Regions from separate parts of the Sus scrofa genome. Here regions 1, 3 and 4 are each linked to region 2. The links are chromatin contacts, called in public Hi-C and HiChIP or PLAC-seq maps. All regions are on one chromosome and are shown on one strand. The core of a region is the stretch at or near the end of the contact, and the rest is flanking DNA. Distances in the headings are between cores, read along the strand shown. Region 1 overlaps ZFHX3 (zinc finger homeobox protein 3). Region 2 has its middle 22 kb from the start of ZFHX3. Region 3 overlaps ZFHX3 (zinc finger homeobox protein 3). Region 4 overlaps ZFHX3 (zinc finger homeobox protein 3).

Region 1 (3,484 bases), core at 72-2,571, 150 kb after region 2:
GGAGGAAGGCAGCGGTTGTTCCCCGCCCGCGTCTTGGGCGTCTTGGTTGTTTTTCGCTGTGGGGAAGGGTGATGGTAAGTCGCTGTGGGGGCTGAGTAACAAGGGCCATGGGGGGAACGTGGCAGGGTCCACACGTTCCTGGTTCTTTCCGTTTTTCTCAGAGCAACTCATTTCCTTGTTTGTTTTCGATGTTAAAATATCAGCGCTAATGGTTGGGATTGAATTAGCCCACATTGTAGATCAGAAGGTCAAGGGCCTCCGCCACCCCTCCTGCTCCTCGCCAACCCCTCTGCCATCTGGGTAGTTGATCTCTTTCTATCTTGGCATCCCCTCTCTCCCCAGACGTGCTCCAGCCCTGACCTCTGTGCTTTGTTTCGACTCCAGAAGTGTCTTCTGAGGGTGTCACAGGGCAGCCTCAGAAGAGTAGGAAGAGTAAAGGTTATTGGGGGAGACACTTCCAAGCTGGTCTCCATGACAGATGAGCTGGGGGATCCGTCAGCATTGAGCTTCGTGGATTTTGAGCATCTTCTTAGCTCTCTCATCAGCTCAGCTGTCCTGTATTCCTTGCCTCACCCTAAACGTAAAGGGGGACAGTCCTCTCTTGAAACCCTGCCCGCCCCCTGGCACCTCGGTTTTGTTGGGTCTGCTCAGCCCTGCAGTGCCATCCTCGAGTGCCTCCGGGAGTGGCTGTACATCTTTCTCGAGAAGCCTCTGTCCCATTTGGCTCTTGACATCCTTCCCCAAGTCACTCTTTGCTGTGAATGATCCTTTGCAGCTCCATTGGACTGTGTCGACGTTTCCAAGTTGTATATGGAGGAGCAGGGTCACAGAGCTCACGGAGAGATCTCTAGACGAGCTGGAGAGCCGGGAGGCCTGCGTTCAAATCCTGCTCCCCCCGTCTTTAATCATGGTGTTAACATGAGCGAGCAACCGACCCTCTTCGGGCCACGTTTGCCCATGTGTAATTTGGAGCCGATCGTGGTAACGTGGTAGCCTCTCGTTCATCAGGCTGCTGTGAGGATTAAATGAGTTAATAGAACTGAGTGGGCAGGGTGCTGCCAGGAAGAGAGCGAGGGCGCTGCGTTTATCCATCGATGTTGTTGAGAATCCGGGTATTCAAAACAAAGGCAACAGCTCTGACTTTGCAGATAGACACCTGCGTTCGACACTGCTTGCATGAGGAGACGTTCCTCTCTTTTAGAGGATGTGTTTGTTTTTATCGAACAACGTAGTAACCAGAAGGTGGAGCCTCTGCCCCTCCTGCTGACTGAGGGCTGTGACTCCCTGGTCACGCATCCGGGGTGGAAAGGGAGAGCGGGTGCCGTGGCGGTGGAGGAGCCTGGCAGAGCCACCCTCTCCGAGTGAAGAAGGTTAATGTGACCAGCGGTCAGTCATGGGGATGTCACGTTCCCCGGGTGCTCTGCCGTCGGACGGGTACTTTGCCAAAGTCCGTAACCTGAGCAGATCGTGAGTAAGCATCGGATAAATCACAGCTGAGGGTTGCTCTCCGAATACCTGACCTGCATGCTTCAGAAGGGTTGAGGTCACCAGAGACAGGAACCAGCACAGATGGGAGGAGGTGCAACAACTCAGTGCCACGTGGGCTCCTACGCTGGCTCCCGGTACAGAAAAAGGGCGTGAGTGGGAAAACCATATACATGTATGAGGCCTGTTCCGCACTAACGGGTTCTGACAAACGTCCCAGATGTGAGATGTTCGGCGTTGACCGTCGGGGGCGCTGGCTGAGGGCATGTGGGAACTCTGTACTACCCTGGCTGCTCTTCTGTACATCGAAATTCATTTCAAACTCAGGAGATTTTTAGAACCAAACGAAGACAACCAGAAACCCCAGAATACCTGCTTGTTTGAAAATTGGGCCATCCGTTTTAAAGAATACGAAGGGAAAGGCCCGCCTCATCTCCTGTGCCCTGCGGCCATGCCTCTCCAGGGCCGAGACCGTGAACGGGTGCTGTTCCTTCCAGACCTCCCAGTGCACGTGAACGTTTGTATTCAAAAACCATACAAAGCAGTTTTGGCTCCCTTTCTGATGATGCACACGAGACACTGCACACCTCTGTCGTGTGAGTCTACCTCTTTTCCAGATGCTCTTTTGGGCATACGTAGGCACGTCCATAGGACTTGGTTTAAGCGATGTTTGTTTAGCCAGCGCTTAATTTTATTTTCCACTCAGATTTCTAACCCATCCAGGTCCCATTTATATTGCCTCTGCCCTTGCCCGTCTTGCTAAAGCCTCCCAAATTAGCATCATCTGAGAATTTAATTAACTTGCTGTTTACTAACCCTCTCCTTTCAAGATAATTAATGAGGATGTGAAGTGACACGGGGCCTGACATGCCTCCCCATGGCACCTGCGCAGGCACCTACCTGGGCGGGCCCCGCGGGGGCGGCCATGTCCCCTTGTTTACCTTTGGCCAGTGCCCGGGCTGCATGGCCACCCTCGGCCCAGGTACAGATGGCAAATGTTTGCTTAAAATCAGGCTTTCCTGCCTCACCTTTTATCCACCTGTTTTTCTGCCTTGTTAATTAAAAAGCCTCATTTGACTTAGAATGGAATGCTTATTTGTGTGTGTGTTAGTCCCTAGACAGAGTCTACATTACCGAGCTTGAAATTAACCTCGGGGAGAGAGTCAGGTGTTAGGTTCCTTTTTGTTTCTGGAAAAGTGGCAGCGTAGCGTCTCCTGCCTTTCTTCCCTGCCCCCACTTTCTACTTAATCCCGGAAACTAGCGGCTCTCATCGACCCTAGAATTCATGTCCCTCCCACGACAGACATGTCCTGGGTCTTCACTGACCTGGTGGCCGCTAACCACGTGTGGCTGAGAGACTCGAAATGTGGCTTGTGCGACCGAGGAGTGGAACTTCTCATTTACATGTACTTCGTCACACGTGGCTACTGGCTACCATCCCGGACCGGCCCTGTGAGCCCCCCGTTATTCGCCTTGGCTTATCTGTGGCAGGTCTGAGCCCCCCAGCAGGTTCCCTCCTCTCCCGAACAGCTCTCTTCTCCAGCAGAGAAGGTAAACTGCTCTCTCCATCACATCCGGCAAGGCTGTAATTAGGAAGGTAAGTTTTCCGAGGGAAAAAGATGTTACTTTCTAAATCCAAATGTAAATGACTTGGATTATCCGTGTCACTGAGCGCTTCATTCATGCAGATAATTGAGAATTGACAGTGTCCTTTTCCCTCAATTACTTCCCGATAGTTCCATGTGTTACAATGGGAGGAACATGGAGCTGTTTTTAAATAGCTATGTTAATGTCCTCATTAATTTTACCTTTTCCTACCAATTAACAAATATTAACTCCCGTGGCAGAATTAAGTTGGCTTCCCTCACCAGCCACCTTCATCCTCGACACCCTTGTCGCCTGAGCGTGGCATCGCCCAGCTTTCCGCCTTCCGTTCTGTGGTCTGCCACTCCGGCAGAGGCACTGGTTTCCAGGGGGATCTTTGGACGGGGTTATTCAC
Region 2 (3,241 bases), core at 97-2,596:
TCCATATAATCCAGTGGTAAAAATGCCCATGAACGCACATCCCCCTGGTAGAGCTCCATCTTTATGCGTGTTGGGGATTATGAGTTCACGTCTGAAAGAATGATTCCTGAATGGCCTCACCTCTGCATGACCTCCCCATTCCCCCTTCTGCTGCACTGGCTCATCCCAACCCACAAGGTGTACGAACCCAGCAGAGAACAGCCTGGGGTGAGAGGTGGGAGCAGAAGGGCAGATGAGCATGTGTGTTCTGACCCTTGGCCGGGCCAGCCATTCCATGATTCTGCCCTGGTTGTTTCACCCTCTGGCCTCACTCCCTTGTGCTCTTCTTTTGAAGCAGTTTCCAGGGGGCACCCTACGGCCACCTTTCTGTAAGGGTAAATAAACTGTTGGAGGCCCCCGTGTCTTTATTAAACAGTTCCTCTAAATGGTGTGCTCCAGCTCTGTGCCCACGTGCACCAAGCAAGCTTTCTGGGAGCAACCCCAGAGCCCTGACACAGGTTCCTTGAGTAAACAACCCTTTGAACAGGGTGGGAGGCACCTGCCTGGATGCCTTCCTCCCTGCCTCCTGTGTCTTTCCAGTTCCCAGGGTCCCAGGTTGGAAGGATGCTGAGCTGCCTCCTACGCCCCCTGGGCAAAATGAGGAGCCGAGGGACACATGCTCCCCACCCCCCACCCTGCACAAGGCCAAGGGCCGCCAGGATATGGGTCTGGCTGCGGGGAGGGAAGGGGGTCTGTGGAAATGCCAGAGGGAACCTGGAAGAGGGAAGGTGGAAAAGAAAAAAAGAAGGCCTGTTTGACCAACCCCCCAACACCTACATCTCCAAGCCCACTGGAGCAGGAAATTGAGGGGCTGGACGCGCAGCCTTGCTCTGCCCTTCCCCCACCCTGGATCTGGAAGGTTTTCTAAGCCTTCCAGACTTTTTTTTTTTTTTTTAAAGAAATCTCCAACCTATAGAGAAAGAGGAAGTGTATTTTTAAAACAGAGTGAAGACTCAATGGCCACAGATCTGAAAGAATAAAAGAGGAAGAAAGGCTTATTGAAGGAAAGGAAAAGGGCATGGAGGAGTGTGTGTGTGTGTGTGTGCGCGTGTGTGCGCGCGCGCGCACGTGTGTGTGTGTGTCCGTCCAGGACGGTCTAGGAGAGAGCCTGCAAGGAAAGAGAAAACAAAGGAAAGTGTGCCAGGAGAAAGACAGAGAAATAAGTGGGAGAAGGCGCGAGTGGTGGGGGAGGAGGCCGGTGGCGAGAGAGGGATGGATGCCGGAATGCGGCGGCGGCGCGGCGCTGGGAGGGACGGAGGGACGAGGGGGGGAGGCCGCACATGTGAGAGAGACAATGATGTCAGCATTTCCTTCTGGATTGGTCACGTGGTCCCTGCCAGGTAAACAGACTGGAAATAGACTCCATAAAGGCCGAGCCTGCTGGGGGGGGGGGGGGGAGGGCGGGAGGCGCTGCCGTTTCACCCTTTCCTCTCTGCGGCGTCCGAAACAGAGGGTTGTTTTTTTTGTTTTGTTTTTTTTTTTTGCACGTTTGTGACAAGGTGGTCTCCGAGTGGAACTACATTTTTACGAGCCCCAAGAATATGACTCAGGGAGGGAAAGCTACTTGCTTTTAAAATTAGCTCAAGGAGTTCAGAGACATTTTGATTTTTTAAAAAAGCATGGAGGTTGGGATGAATGGAAATTCAAGCTCAGATGCTGTGGGGCGGGGGAGCTCGGGGTGATGCTGATCCTCGTCTGTCTCCTTTGGAAGAGGGTCAGATAGGTCTAGATTAAGGGTGGATTGGAAGGCTGCAGTTTAGAACGGAAGGATCAGATGCTGTGATTATCAAGATTAGGAAAAAGAAAATGCTAACAGACTCAAGGTGACTATTTTAAGGGCGTTTGATACAGCTCGGTATGTGACTGTGGTGCCACAGGAGGAATTGAGACCCCATGGAAGAGATTAGGTGGAAAAAAAAAAAAGAAAAAGCAAGTTACTGTGACTTCAAATAGAGTTTTTTGTTTTTTAGGTTTTTTTTTTTTTTTTTCCAAAATGATGTAAAACAGCTCCCAAGCAAAACAGGGCAGGGCATCTTAGATGTCTGGAAACTTTATCTGAAAAGCAGAGTGGATGGGACAGGTAAATTTTCCACCTGGAAAGCTCTAGAATCCAACATGGCAGGGGTGAGGAGAGGTGTATGGCTCTTTTTTTCAAATTCCTGGATGAATTCCCCAAGAGGTTGCGGGTTCGATCCTGGCCTTGCTCAGGGGGTGCAGGATCCGGCGTTGCCATGAGCTGTGGTGTAGGTCGCAGACGTGGCTCGGATCTGGTGTGGCTGTGGCTGTGGCCTAGGCTGGTGGGCTACAGCTCCAATTAGACCGCTAGCCTGGGAACCTCCATACGCCTCGGGTGCAGCCCCAGAAAAGACAAAAAAACAAATTCCTGGAAACAGGACCTTTGCATCTCTGATGGAATAGCTTAGTGAGGTCATTCTTTGAATAATTTTGAATTGAAAGGAACTACCTTATTTTGGTCATAATTTTCTCTGTCCTCGTGGGAATTTGGCCAAAGCCTGTGGGAAGGAGAGTGACCAGCTCTCCTCAATCAGTTTTCTAGGATGGAGGGCATTCCTGGGGTCAGTTTTAAATATAGGACCATCTTGGGCAAAGTGGGACCAGTTGGTCACAGTATCGGGAGGCCTAGTCTAGTGGGAATAGAAATAAGAAGATAACTTGTCCCCACCGTGGCCCACCAACAAACAAAACAAAGTCCTCTCACTCTTTTTCTCCTCCTTTCTCCTTGCTCTCATTTCATTCCTTTCCCTCAGCCTTCCCTGATGCTTGCAGAGCAGGGAGCACTGCAAGGGGAACTGGAGTGTCTGTGACGGTGTCCCCGAACTTGGGAGTCGGCAGAATATAGCTAAGGTGAACAGATGGCTTTAGTTGCACCTGGAAAAAGAGAGAGAAAAATGTGCATCCTTGCTGCTTCTCCCTCATCTGTGCCTGCCTTCAACATCCCCCTTTCCTTGGGGGGAGGGGAGGTCCCCTCCGTGTCACAAGTGTACTTTCAGCTCTTGGGTTGAAAGATAGATATTTGATACCCCTCTCCGTTAACAAAATACGTCACTCGGACAAGACTCCCAGCCCAGGGTTATTTTTGCAGCATTATGTAACTGGATTGCCTGCTCAGGAGTACTTCCTTAACAAGGCTTTCAGCAGCCCCTCGGCAGGGGCCTGGCCGGCCCTGCCCAGTTGCACACAC
Region 3 (3,466 bases), core at 482-2,981, 190 kb after region 2:
AAAGACCAAAAAAAAAAAAGTTTGTAAATTATGAAAAAGGCAGAAAGGGTCAAGTTTTTGATATTGGTAAAGTGATGAAAAGGGGGAAAAAATGAGTGAAAACTGAAGAAGGTTTTTATAGTGGTTAAATACTTGTATTTGCAACTTCCCACGGGAGAACAGAGACCTTCAAACCAGTACCTGATGAGTCGGGAAGGGCTGTCTGAGCATCACCCCAGATCCCAACTTGGTCAGGGCACCCCGCTCGCCTGGGCTCTAAACCGAAGGTGGATTTTCTGGACGCGAATCTGAATCTCTTAAAAAATAATCGTCCGGGAGCCCAGTATTATTTATCTAAGTCGGGCACGCTGACAGAGAGGACTGGGTCTGCAAAAAGGAGGAAAGCAGTGCAGGGCTGCAGCGAGTGTAGTTGCCCCGGGCTCCTCGGAGTCACACACACCCATGGGCTTCTCCTTGTTGGTGTTGTCATGTGTCGCCCATTTCTGCACACAGGCCTCTGAGCCTCTTGCCTGGGGGTCAGGACCACTCCGGGGCTTAGGTCCCCTGTAAGTGACCTCTCCTGACTTCAGGTTTACCACACGGAGACTCATTTCCTCTGACCAGTGCCCTGTGTTTACTCGTATAGCCGGGAAGCTCTCTGAAGACTGAAGAAGGGTGTTGGTAAAACTCACCACTGCCCTGAACTCTGCCTGTGTTCTAGTCAAGATGCTGAGTTCAGCCTCTGGTTTCTTCTGTTGTAATTTCGTGTGAAGTTAAGGCTCTGTTTTAGGGAGTTCCCACTGTGGCTCAGTGGGTTAAGAACTCGGCTCGCATCCATGGGGATGTGAGTTCAGTCCCTGGCCTTGCTCCATGGGTTAAGGATCCGGCGTTGCCATGAGCCATGGTGTAGGTTGCAGACGCGACTCGATGTGGGCCGGCAGCTGCAGCTCCGATTTGACCTTTAGCCTGGAAACTTCCCTATTGCCTCCCTTAAAAAAAAAAAAAAAAAAAAAAAAAAAAAAAGGCTCTATTTTAAATGTTCTCTATGTCTGCATTTCCCTCTCTGGGAGACAGAAAAAAAGCAAGGCCTTGTGGATGGGCCAACAGATTTCTGGAGATTTCCACCACAACCGTAGCAGGAGAGTTGCCGGAGGAAAGCTGCGCTGGTGATGGGTGGTGGGCTGTGTCCCCACGTGGCCGCACTGAGCCGGTGATGGTTGTCATGGAAACCCACACCCACAGACGGGCCTTTGCCCCATTTCCACCCACAAGGAATGGAATCCAGAGAACTCTCCAGCCTTCGGGGCCTGGAGAACATGGCTGAGCTGGGGAGAGGGAGAGATAAGAGAGGATTGGACCAACTGTTTATTTAGCTGAGCTGGATATTTCTGGAGAGAGGAAGTCAGTTCATCTTTTTGGTAGAAATGCCTTTCTGTGAATTGCTTTTTTAAAAAAACCAACTTCAAGATGAAAGCTAGTTCTCTTTTTGGAAACGTGAAGTTCTCTCGCCAGGTTGGAGGCATCAGTCAATTCAGGGAGGGCTTGTAGGGGTGCAGCTGGGAGCGGAGTGGACAGCGTATCGGGGGAGCCTGGGGATGCCCTGCCGTGGCCAACCCTGCCCATCTGCCAGCTCGGTGGCCTCGGGAGCTGAGCGTGAGAAGCAGACTGAGGCCCAGGTTGAGCCGGGCATGGCTTTCTAGATTAGCTCCCTGAAATGGCCCTGTTTGGATTGGCTTGGAGCTGAGCAGGAGGTGGGCCAGCTTTCTGGAAGGGGGGCCAGCCCGGCCAGCCGGGCAGGGACCCGAGGCTGCCAGAGCCTCTGCCCTCCACCTCGCCCAGGCTGCCACAGCTGGTGCAGAAACAGGGCAGCGTGTCCACGTCTCTCCTTCCCTCTGCACAAATTGGAGACGACTAACCTTGCCATATTTAGTGCAGCGCTAACGGCCACTCGCCTCTAAGGGGTAATCATGCAGGCATAAATTCGGAAAGTTGCTAAGCTATGAGCAGTCTTATGAGCATTAAAAGTGTCCTCTTTGCCAGAAAGGTCATTCATAACTTGGCTACCCTGCTGATGTACAGTCAGTGATATTGATTGATTAATGTATAAAAGCACCAGATCCATTTGCTTCTATGAAAGAGAATAAAGTGCGGTCAACTCACTCTTTATTTTCACCTCATCCTTTTGTTTGAAGGACATTTTTCCCCCTTCTTTTTGTTTTGCTGGCTAGGTTTAAGGGGGTTACAAAAAGCCAGTTTCTGCCAAGTAATGTGTTCACAAAGGGAACATTGATTCACATCAGTGTCGCTTGAATTACCCTTAAAGGTTTGCCAAGGAGTTGCTCTTATATTAACCTTCTGTTCGTGAAGGGAGAAATAAATAAATAAGTCTTAATGTCAAGTTCATTGCTTTGGATTTAGTCTTGGACCTGGTCTAAAATAATTTCTTCCGTGGCTGATTGGGTTGAAGGGCATTGCCCAGAAAGTCCCTTGTTTGTTTTGGGGGTACCAGCTGGGGGCAAGGGGGCATAAAGGGAAATGAGCCCCCCCCAACCCCGCCACCACCGCCTGAGCCCTCCTGGGCACCAGATCAGGGAACAGACGCCGAATTTACTTCCAGGGCAGAGATTAGTTCTGATTGGCTGCCTCGCATTCAGACTGCGGCGCTGTGGTCCCTTCCCTCCCTCTCGCGGGCTGTTCACACGATCAGGTGGTGGAAACAGCAAGAAAGACCTTTGTCTGAAAGATGAAGGATTCTGGTGGGCAGAGCGACTTGGCTTCTCAGCCCCGATGCAGTGAATTAGTTACCCAGTCTAGAGAGTCATCCTTAAATTTCCCAATTCTTTACAGACCTAGCAGGGCAGTAGCCTGAAACGGAGGAAAAAGAACTCTCCTTGCCTTTTTTTTTTTTTTTTTTTTGAAACTCAGAGTTTCTGTAGTTGTCGTTATTGTTTTAATTTTTCCGTTTTTCATGCAGTCTGGAGAATTTCCTATTCTTGAAAAACCAAAATGGTGGTGGTGGTTTCTTAAGACCTAGAACATACGGATTCACCTATAATTCAGTGAGCCTTGGGTATCACATGGGGGAACGCATTTTGCCACCTCATGGGCTCTGTTAACTAAGGCTTCATTTTGATGAGCAATGCCCAGAAAATAGCCCTGCACTGGACACATCTGAGGCTGTCCATAATTGCTGGCTGACTGGCCATATCAGCGTCTTCAGCATCTGACATGGCCATTTTCAGAGCTGGAAGCATGCCAAGGCACCTGGGAATCCCGGGGAAGGTGGCACTCTGGAACCCAGGCTGCACTCAGCTCCCGGGGTGGCGTGGTCTGAGGCATCGCCTGCAGGTGCCAGTGTGGAGTCCCTGTCGGCCGCCCTGGAGGCGGGTGGGGATGAATGCTGGTCAGCCTGCCTGTCTGTTCTTCTAAACCAGGCCCCCCACACTTGGCAAAATCTCCTTTACCAGGTCCAAGCTGTTCATGCACA
Region 4 (2,995 bases), core at 194-2,693, 220 kb after region 2:
CTGCCTTAACTGAGGAGAAATCTTCTGGAGCCGTGGTATCATCACTCCAAGACCTAAGCTGCCCCAGGAGCCCTTCCCTTTTAGACGGAGTGCCTGCTGAAGTTCTTACACCTGAGGGCTCTGCCCTTACCCAGGAGACGGGAGTGGGCGCCAGTGAGTGCTGTCAGGAGAAGCGGTTGTCAGAAAGAGAGGGTGATGGAAATAGATTTTTTTAAAGGCCTTCAGCCTGTGTTTTACATGGAAATTGAGGGCAGAAGGGACACCAGGAAGACCTCACACCTATTCAAGATTTGCTTCTATTTCCCTAACCCTTTAATGTGGAAGTACATCCAAGTAGGAGCAGTGCCCTAGTTTCAGGGCTACTGTAGGGTGTATCCACGAAGTAGGCGTCTGCGGCGGCCTCGAGGGGAGGTTAGAGGCACCCCCCTCTGGAGTCTTCTGAAGGACAGACCTTCTTGTGAGATGCACTGGGCCTCCCTGCTTCCTGCCAAGAACAGGGCGTAGAGAGCAGAGGTGAACTTGCTGACCCAGGCCCTGGCTGTGCCCCTGAGAAGGCCTTCCTGGTGGGTTCTGGTTGGGTTCTGATACTGGGTTCAGCTCTTTGGGGAGAAGATGGTTTTGAATTGTGTTTCTTGGCCTGCAGAATAGCACGGGGGCTGTTGTATGTATTGGGGAAGGAAAGTGACTTTGTCTTCTGAGGAAGAGGATTTTCCACATAAACCTGGATCCACATCCATCAGGTTTTTGCATGTTCCCACCATCTGTCAGTAGCTGATACTATAGAGGAAAAAAAATTGACTTCTCTGATGACCCCAGCCAGTTGCCACTGACTTCACTGGGGGGAAATGCATTCTGTGATCTGTGGGGAGAAAAACCTTCCCTGTGTGGCACTCTCTGGGCATGTGGGTATCAAATGAACATCCCTAAATGGAGCCTGGGCTACATACCAGCCCCAGGAGCTCAGAGCATGGGCGCAGCTGTTGCAGGGCTGGATGCCATCCTGCTCCCGGTCCCCACGTGTTTCTAGGACAGGGAGCCCCAGGTCCTGTCTGCAGGTGCCTAGGCCTGGGTCTTAGTGAGGTGGCTGTGAGGCTTGGGGGACCAGTAGAACATCCCCTGCCTGCAAAGCATTGTGGGCCCGAGCTGTCCAGACGAATTCATAGTTTATATCTCTGTTTTTAAATCATTTCTCTACCTTTATTGGTATTCAGAGCTCACAGTTTTCTGGTTACTGTCAGCCTGGGCTTTCATCCATTTTAAAGAGCTATTTTTCCTCTTGCTGTTGATGATGATGGTATAAAGACAGATGGTGTAACTGCTTATGAATGTCCTATTTTATTTCCCCAGGACCAGACAGTTCACTTGAAGACGTATATTATTTCCACATGCTCAGGTTAGGCGGCCCAGACGCTGTCTGCCTCCTGTGGCGAGCTGCCCTTCCAGGCCTCGCCATGCAGAGGGCGACACCTGTAGGTCACACTTGAAACTGCAGGGAAGCACCTCCTGGGCTGAATGGGACCTGGTGTTCTCGCAGGGTGAGGATCTGCATGTAAGCGAAGCTGGCTTGTCCAGGCGTTTCTCAGTTGTTCCTCATTCCACCAAGCACACAACACCTTTTTGGCGTCTAATATATTAGAAATGATAATATTAAATCTAAAAACTGAAAAAGAAGACGACTCAATTTTTCATTTTTCTATCTTGCTTTGTAGGGCCGCACCCGCGTTATATGGAGGGTCCAAGGCAGGCTAGGGTCGAATCTGAGCTCCAGCCGCTGGCCTACACCACAGCCACAGCAACGCCTGATCCGAGCCGCATCTGCGACCTACACCACAGCTCATGGCAGCGCTGGATCCTTAACCCACTGAGTGAGGCCAGGGATCGAACCTGCAACCTCATGGTTCCTTGTCGGATTTGTTTCCACTGCACCACAGTGGAGCTCCTGATTTTAAAATCCTTAAAGAAAATGGCAAGGGAGGGGAAGAAGGAGAGAAGTAAAAGAAGTTCCTAAGTTTACCCCTGTCGTCTCCCCTCGCACTGGAGCTCAGCTGCCTTCACTTTTCTGCGTGTAGCGGGGCCAGGGCAGAAGAAAGCCAAGACCCACGTAGGCTCGTAGAATATGGGCTCCAGGAGTGTCACAGAGTGCCATGCGGGTTCCTTGCGCCTTGCATGAATGATGAGCTTATTCCTCAGGCTCTGTCTTCTGAATAGATTGGTTTGGAAAGGTTCAAAGAAGTGGGGTCAGTGCCAGAGTGACCACGAGTTCTTAACGCTTGGCTTGAATGGCTGCAGCCCGTGTAACACACGGCAGAGAGACACTGGCCTTGGAGATGCCCCGCCCCCGTGGGTAACTCCTCCCTGCTCTGCAGAGCAGCACCTCCAGACACTGTCCATCACATCAGCGTATTCCCTGTTTTGCAGGCGTCAGACTGCCTCCGTCTAAGGTGCTGATGTTATGTGTGTGTGCCGGAGAGGAGGGCCCGTGAGCCATCGCTTTGCATAATCGCGTTTGGTTAGTGTATGGGTACTTAGAGGTATTTTGTATCATAGGATGTGTTAGGGCAAATGAGTATATTTTAAGAGACCTAGCTGCTTGGGGTAGACCCAGTTTAATAATACTGATTGAATGCTAGTATCCGCATTCGAGGATGGATTTTATAATAGAGTGTGGAACAGGTTTATCAAAAGCCTAAACATGTGCATTGAACATCCTACCTGGACATAATTAAGATGGGGTAACTTGCTTGTTACTGCTCAACTAGCACTTTCTATGGGTATTTTTCTCCCCTAAAGGATACGGAGTGTTCACGTGGTGCTGTATAGCCGATGGACCTCAGACCAAAGCTGCCTGATCTTTCTCCGTTCGAACTAAGGGTGGGCATGGGGAGACTCAATGGTAACTTTCCTGTACACTGAGGCAGGAGGAGACCTAGACGTTCGGTGTAGGAGCCTCTTGGTGGGGCAGAAGAATGATAGGCAGCATCTTCTCTCGTCCGGG

The links. Hi-C and Micro-C count contacts between places; a contact is called where the count stands out from the background. HiChIP or PLAC-seq counts read pairs in DNA pulled down with a chosen protein or histone mark.
Region 1: a contact with region 2 is called in a Hi-C map of skeletal muscle, with 4 times the contacts expected there. The contact joins two enhancer-like sites. A contact is called at or near these places in 1 of 47 Hi-C or Micro-C datasets (skeletal muscle) and 1 of 2 datasets of contacts at active chromatin or transcription factors (skeletal muscle).
Region 3: a contact with region 2 is called in an H3K27ac HiChIP or PLAC-seq map of skeletal muscle. The contact joins two enhancer-like sites. A contact is called at or near these places in 4 of 47 Hi-C or Micro-C datasets (adipose tissue, fibroblasts, heart right ventricle and 1 more) and 2 of 2 datasets of contacts at active chromatin or transcription factors (alveolar macrophages and skeletal muscle).
Region 4: a Hi-C map of skeletal muscle shows a contact between it and region 2, with 6 times the contacts expected there. The contact joins two enhancer-like sites. A contact is called at or near these places in 7 of 47 Hi-C or Micro-C datasets (adipose tissue, brain, embryonic fibroblasts and 4 more) and 2 of 2 datasets of contacts at active chromatin or transcription factors (alveolar macrophages and skeletal muscle).

The regions. Positions count from the first base shown.
Region 1 is chr6:15,815,983-15,819,466 of Sscrofa11.1, reverse strand. All of the region lies in intron 3 of ZFHX3 (zinc finger homeobox protein 3), which reads left to right. Among named protein-coding and RNA genes, the nearest start is that of ZFHX3, 120 kb to the left of the region's middle. Within about 2 kb of position 1,321, at least 1 of the 83 cell types and tissues checked has an H3K27ac peak or open chromatin away from gene starts, as enhancers often do. A contact at or near this core is called in skeletal muscle, where this site is marked.
Region 2 is chr6:15,962,181-15,965,421 of Sscrofa11.1, reverse strand. No RefSeq gene overlaps it. Among named protein-coding and RNA genes, the nearest start is that of ZFHX3, 22 kb to the right of the region's middle. Within about 2 kb of position 1,346, at least 47 of the 83 cell types and tissues checked have an H3K27ac peak or open chromatin away from gene starts, as enhancers often do. A contact at or near this core is called in skeletal muscle, where this site is marked.
Region 3 is chr6:15,767,751-15,771,216 of Sscrofa11.1, reverse strand. All of the region lies in intron 4 of ZFHX3 (zinc finger homeobox protein 3), which reads left to right. Among named protein-coding and RNA genes, the nearest start is that of ZFHX3, 170 kb to the left of the region's middle. Within about 2 kb of position 1,731, at least 15 of the 83 cell types and tissues checked have an H3K27ac peak or open chromatin away from gene starts, as enhancers often do. A contact at or near this core is called in skeletal muscle, where this site is marked.
Region 4 is chr6:15,742,624-15,745,618 of Sscrofa11.1, reverse strand. The region is part of intron 4 of ZFHX3 (zinc finger homeobox protein 3); the gene reads left to right. Among named protein-coding and RNA genes, the nearest start is that of ZFHX3, 200 kb to the left of the region's middle. Within about 2 kb of position 1,443, at least 7 of the 83 cell types and tissues checked have an H3K27ac peak or open chromatin away from gene starts, as enhancers often do. A contact at or near this core is called in skeletal muscle, where this site is marked.